2 separate regions of the Mus musculus genome follow, and region 1 is linked to region 2. A link is a contact called in public HiChIP or PLAC-seq data. All regions are on one chromosome and are shown on one strand. The core of a region is the stretch at or near the end of the contact, and the rest is flanking DNA. Distances in the headings are between cores, read along the strand shown.

Region 1 (3,225 bases), core at 457-2,956, 330 kb before region 2:
GAAAAATAACATAATGATATCTATTGTTATGTATAATATATGCTAAAAAAAAACAAAAACAAACCACGTGTAAGAGGCCGTGAAGAGGTTGTTATTAACCTGCTGAAGACTTCTGAATATCCCAAGGTAGGCATGGTGGCCCTCCTAGCTCCAGGGAGAGAGAGGCAGACAGAGCCCTAAAAATTCGAGGTCTGGTTTACATAGCAAGTTTCAGGGTAGCCAAGGCTACTTAGTGAGACCCTGTCTCAAACAACAACAACAACAACAACAACAACAACAACAACAAACCAAACCAAATCAAACCAAAAAGGACTCAAACCACAAGTTTAGGAGGAAAGTTTCTCCACGTTATTTATAAAGGCCTGAAACATAACACACGTATAAAATAAAGACTCAACACAAGGAAGTGATCAGTGGGACATTGTTAGATAAAATAAAAACCCACATCAGAAGCTGAGAATAATAATTCTGAAGGTTCTAATGACCACTCTCTTGTTCCGAAAATCTTAAACACGAAGAAGCCCAGTCTTCATTAAATTAACTGTTTACCCAGTCCTTACCGATACAGAGAAACTGGTTGAGTGTTCTTTATTTATTTTTATTTTTTTTTTTTAAAAGATTTATTTATTTATTATATGTAAGTACACTGTAGCTGTCTTCAGACACACCAGAAGAGGGAGTCAGATCTCGTTACGGATGGTTGTGAGCCACCATGTGGTTGCTGGGATTTGAACTCTGGACCTTCGGAAGAGCAGTCAGGTGCTCTTACCCACTGAGCCATCTCACCAGCCCCTTGAGTGTTCTTTATAATGGGAATATCATACTAGCATGTTCGAAGGTTCTGAATTCTTTTTTTGTTTGTTTGTTTGTTTTTTTTTCGAAACAGGGTTTCTCTGTATAGTCCTGGCTGTCCTGGAACTCACTCTGTAGACCAGGCTTCGAACTCAAAAATCCGCCTGCCTCTGCCTCCCGAGTGCTGGGATTAAAGGCGTGTGCCACCACCGCCCGGCAAGGTTCTGAATTCTTACAACTTATAAAATGGGACTATCTTGGACTTTTCCCATCGTCCTTTTTAAACTTGGGTGGCAGGACCTGAAGACAGCCATGGTATGACCTCCTCACCGGCTTTCCCACAACGATACCATGCCCTGCCCCACCGAATGTGTGACTATAATTCCATGCAACACAGACCTAAGACATTATAAGCAAAACAAAAAAACATCAAATGTTTCTACTTAGCCCATCGTGACTTCTGCAGTTTAAGAAACCAGTACATCAGATGTTTCTACTTAGCCCATCGTGACTTCTGTAGTTCTGATCAGTTTAAGAAACCAGTTGGTTCTGACCACTCACAGTCGCTCGTCTCTCAGACTGAGCATTCGCTTCATAGTCGCATATTTCCTTGTTTTCTTTTGCTTCCCCTTGAAACAGAAGTTTTCGAGTTAAAAAGAGCTGAAAACATCTTTTAAAGTTCTCTTCTATTTTTCTTGCCCCTCCCCAAACAGCACTCAGTCCCCCTCCCTACTCCCTTCGAACTAAGGCCAGAATGGAATTAAACAAACAAACAAACAAACAAACAAACAAGGAAGCACCGAGTCTATATCTGGCCAAAGGCTGAGCTCCCGTTTGCTCCCCAAAACTCTCTGACAAAGTTCTCCCACTCCGCTCACCATGTTCACGCCGCACTCCTGTTTCTTCCGGAATCGCTCGCAGCGCGACACTTTACGTCATCCTCACGCTCTTTCCGGCAAAGGCCAACCCGGAGGCGGAAGCTACTTTGGGAAACGTAAAAGCTCCGAGCCGGCTCCTAACGCTGGCGGAGATCGACACTGGAGATTTTTTTGGGGGGCGGGTGGAGGGTAGGATTTGTGCTGGATGAGGCCGCTGCTTCCTCGGACCCCAGAACTAGGACTTGGCCACGTTGCAGCCCCCGTTCGGGTAACGTTTTTCTTCACGCCGCAGCCGGAGGCAGAGCCCAGCCGACCGTAGGCACCAGAATTGCTGAAGGCGAGCGAGAGAAGAGGGGACGAGGGCAGAGGGGTCGGGAATCCTGGGCGTCCCATAGTTTGACAGTACATTCTGGTTTTCCTCTGGCACATCATTTCAGCCTTGGCTCTGTAGTTCAGCCTTGAGGCTCTGGTTATTGATTGGTTTTCCTCGCCGGCTTGGAACTTGTGAGGCTGGGCGTAAGATTCTTCGGAAAGAGAGGAATGTAATAGCGATGGAGGACATCCCCCCCCAATGTTCTCCCTCCGTCTCTGTCTGTCTGCATCTCTCTCTCTCTCTCTCTCTCTCTTCCCGTGTGTGTGTACGAGCACGAGCGTGCAGGTGCATCAGAGCAGAAATTCAGAGCAGAAGCCAGAGGAAGCTGCTTGTCTTTATCTTCCACTTTTTAGAAAACAGTCTGTCTTACCCAACCTGGAAACACCTCCACCTCCGGTTTTTGCTAGATTGACTGACCAAAAAGCCCCAGAGATACTCCCATCCCTGCCCTCCGGTGCTGGAGTGGACAAGCCCACTACTCCCCGGCTTGTTTTCTAACCAGATCCTGGGCAAACCAAACTCAGGGCTTCTTGCTTGGTCAGCAGGTATTTTACTCATTGAGCCAATTATCCCAGTCGCAGTGGCCTTTTTTAGACGATCACAAGAAAAACAGGTGCAGAAGCTTATATGTGCAACTACTTAGCAAGCCTGGAATGTGATGGGGAACAGTGCTCTTCGTTGTGAAGCCTGGTGTGCAGTCCTTAATGGGAGAGGGAGAATATGTGGGAATGAGAAAGCGAAACTGGGCAGTGTTTGGTTTTGTTTTCCGTTTGCTTGTTTGTCTTTGCTTTTAGGATGTATTCTAGTTGTTCTTAGCCATCCGGAGAGAGGTTTCTTTTACCCCTTGAGAGTCTGTGGAAGGCCAGGGACAGCTTTCCTGGAAGTGGATGTGCAGTTTATGAGACTTGTAGGCTATGTGAACTTCATCTTAGTTGACTCTTTTGATACCTTTGTTTTACCGATGTTGAAGCTGTGCCCTAGACGCTCAGAGGTCAGTTTGGTTCGCTTGTGATTTTCTTACTGCATGACACTGACCTAGTGTTACTGGGTTCAGAGGTGTTCGAGGTGTAACAGTGCGAGGCAGTGCATTGGTTATGGGACTCGGGCGTTTGACTGGCTGCAGTTCACTCCCTCTCTTGAGTTGCTTTATTTGCATTGCTTTGGGCCATCAGTTGGTGCCTC
Region 2 (2,836 bases), core at 220-2,719:
GAATGCCTGTAATTCCAGAACAGGAAACCCCACACTCACCTATAATTTCAGCACATGAGAAGTGGAGGCAGGAGGATCAATGTCCAAGATATGTGAAGTTGGTCTGGATACTTCAGACCCGGTCTCCAAATGAAACAGGCTGGCACTACCGATAGCCCCAATTCACAGGTGGAGAAACTGAGGCATTTGGCAGCACCCTAATTTGTTCAAGGTATCACAAATGAGCTAGCTAGCCAGCCTCCCCTCCAACACAGGCCAATCTGCCTAACTCCAGTAACTGCCAAGCAGAGGCACTCCTTTGAGAAGAGCTTTTGAAATTAGAAAAGAGAATATTTTCTTCTTTGGCTTCTCAGACCTGGTCCTCAGAGCTTAACACATTGTTTTAATTTGCCCCCCATTTTAAAAATGAGTTTTCATATAAGTGCTTAAGTTTAACAAGCTGTATGCTTAAAAGAAATGCACTCGAATGTGAATTGTGGTTGGGTCAAGGTGAGGAGGAAAAGAATTTTAAAGCGCTGAAGGAACCGCCAGAATTTTACCTGACAGCAAGAACATAGAGCCTTTCCAATAGTGATAATCAGAAGCATCCTTGGGTAACATTCTAAGCTCTAAAGATCTTCAAAGTGTGTACATACTAAGGGAAAAAAAAATACAGCACAGTGGTGGCGGCACATGTATGCCTTTAATCCCAGTCGAGGCAGGAGAATTTGAGTTCCAAGCCAGCCAGGGCTACACAGAGAAACCCCGGACTCAAAAAGCCAAAAACCAAAACTGAACCCCCAAAACCAAGCTCTAAAGACAAAGAGTTCCTCGCTGTCACATATATTCCAAGAAAGGGGATAATATTCCTTCTGTTTCCTTCCATGATGTCACTTTCTTAAGTGGTGTTACACAGCTGCACGCAGACGAGCATTTTGAGATACTTTGCAAACAAAATTAGGAAAATAGCTGCCACTTACCGACTCTGCACTAACCCATTTAACCAAAGTCTCAGAAAGAACAATTTAAACTGTGCGCGTGACTCTTCCTGCCTCCACTCCTGAGTGCCTGCTCAGAAGTGCAGCGTCCCCCCTCGCCCGCCCCCCCCCCGCCCCCGTGATCACAAGTGGGCTTTTGTGGGGGTGGACATTTGATTTCAGGTTTTCTCTGAGGTAATTTTATTACTCTGCGGGTCTCACCTTCCCTCCGCAGCTCTGTCACACCTACCCGGATCAATATTCCTGGCTCACACCTGGAGAAGGAGGCGGCTCAGCAGGAGTTAAGAAAGCACAGCTATTAAAAGCTGCCAAACCTTAGGCGCCGAACCACTGCAGTCCTCCGAGGCGTTTGTTTAAATGATCCAGAGAATCTGACATTTTGAGATACACCTAGTCACTTTGTAGACAAGGAAACGGAGGTAGAGAGAATAAAGCTGACTTGCCTGAATTCCTCCAGTGTCCAACACAGCGTCGGATGCAACACACTTCCAGCACACAGACCTTAGCCCCTCCCCACCCTACCCGGGCCTACTGTCCTACCTCATCTTCCCTGGCCTAGTCACATCCAACTCCACCCTATTTCTTTCCTCCTTTCTTTCCCCCCAAAAGGAGATGTTAGTAGGTAAAAACCCCACTTCTGGCCTCCTCAAAACGCTCGCCGAGAGCAGCCTGCTATCTCAGCGCTTGCGAGGCTATCGAGTTCAAGTCCAGCCTACGCTATATAGGAAGAGGCTGTTTCTAAAATAAAATTAAAAAGTAGCTTCAAAAGAAAACCTAAACTCGCACCATCCCTCAGCCAGGCTGGACCACTCGAAGGCAGCCAGTGTGGAAAAGGCAGGCGGCTGCAGGAGGAAGCCCTTAAGTAGATAATCGGTGATGGAGTTCAGCTGCGGCGCTTTGGTTAAAGGTGCCCTTCATGAAAGGCACTCAGGGCCAGAGTAGCTACTCCCAGGTGCACCGAAGAAGGAATGAGTCCAGTGTATGGCTGGCCTCCCCGAACCCCCCACATAGCTGCTGGAAAGGGTCTGTAAAAGTACTAAACCAATGAGGCGCACCCTCCCTCGCCCCCCTACCCCCGCGATACAAACTTCAAGTTGGAGGGGAGGGAGCAAAGCCGGGGCATCAGTTTCTAAACGTGTTAGCGCCTGGAAAGGACTCCGGACTCTCATAGGATACGTGGATGGGAAAAGCACTCTCACCTTTACTCGGGCTAGCTTCCCTGTCGCATGAGCTCCCCATTTGCAAATAGATGGAGCTTCAGAGCCGGGTTCCAGCCTCCAGCCCCCGTATTTTAGGAGGGGTAAATCAGGGCTCTGTATGGGACCCGGAAGGGAAAGGCTGGAGGGCCTGCCTGTAGAACAAATTCATTCCCTACCAATTGTAACCTGGGCTCCAAGGAACCCGACTGGAATCCAGTGCTCTCTGGAGACCTCCCCCACTCTCCCTGTCCCTCTCAAAGCACATTGCAGTCTCTGTAATCTACTGCACCCACAAGTATGTGGGCCACGTGGTTAAGGCTCAATAAGGCAGTAGAGTTTGATCTACCACAACCAACCTGGACAGCCAGCTAACTCTTCAGCCAGCCTCGCTCCAATCACCGGGGCACACCGGCTTGGCTGCCCAGGCTGCATGACCAAGGGACTGCCAGCCATCTTGGTTCCCTCCCCTGTGTCCTGGAGACCCAACTAGGCATAGGAGGACACTGTAGAGAATCACTGGCAGGTCTTTAGATGCTAACTTCCCAACAAAACTCCCACAACCAAGTGAGCGCTAACGGGTGCACCTGAGGCCATCAAACTAAGAGCCTCCTCCGGGGTTACCCCAAGTTCAGTCGCTTGACTGGACCCTATGTCTCTGAA

Evidence for each region. HiChIP or PLAC-seq counts read pairs in DNA pulled down with a chosen protein or histone mark.
Region 1: a contact with region 2 is called in an H3K4me3 HiChIP or PLAC-seq map of embryonic stem cells, with 12 read pairs. The contact joins the promoter of Fcf1 here to the promoter of Vrtn in region 2. A contact is called at or near these places in 17 of 39 promoter capture datasets (the 3T3-L1 cell line, the C10 cell line, the HPC-7 cell line and 11 more), 3 of 15 datasets of contacts at CTCF or cohesin (large pre-B cells, pro-B cells and stem cell-derived epiblast-like cells), 12 of 484 Hi-C or Micro-C datasets (bone marrow-derived macrophages, cerebellum, cerebral cortex and 5 more), 10 of 115 datasets of contacts at active chromatin or transcription factors (the SCID.adh cell line, embryonic stem cells, large pre-B cells and 2 more) and 3 of 9 other capture datasets (embryonic stem cells, liver and pancreatic islet).

What each region holds. Positions count from the first base shown.
Region 1 is chr12:84,969,411-84,972,635 of GRCm38.p6, reverse strand. It overlaps Fcf1 (FCF1 rRNA processing protein), which reads right to left and starts at 1,706. Exons shown (of 8, transcript NM_028632.2): 1 at 1,671-1,706; 2 at 1,354-1,421. The coding sequence starts at 1,673. It overlaps Arel1 (apoptosis resistant E3 ubiquitin protein ligase 1), which reads left to right and starts at 1,787. Exons shown (of 20, transcript NM_178065.5): 1 at 1,787-2,007.
Region 2 is chr12:84,641,529-84,644,364 of GRCm38.p6, reverse strand. It overlaps Vrtn (vertebrae development associated), which reads right to left and starts at 1,469. Exons shown (of 2, transcript NM_001033776.2): 1 at 1,421-1,469.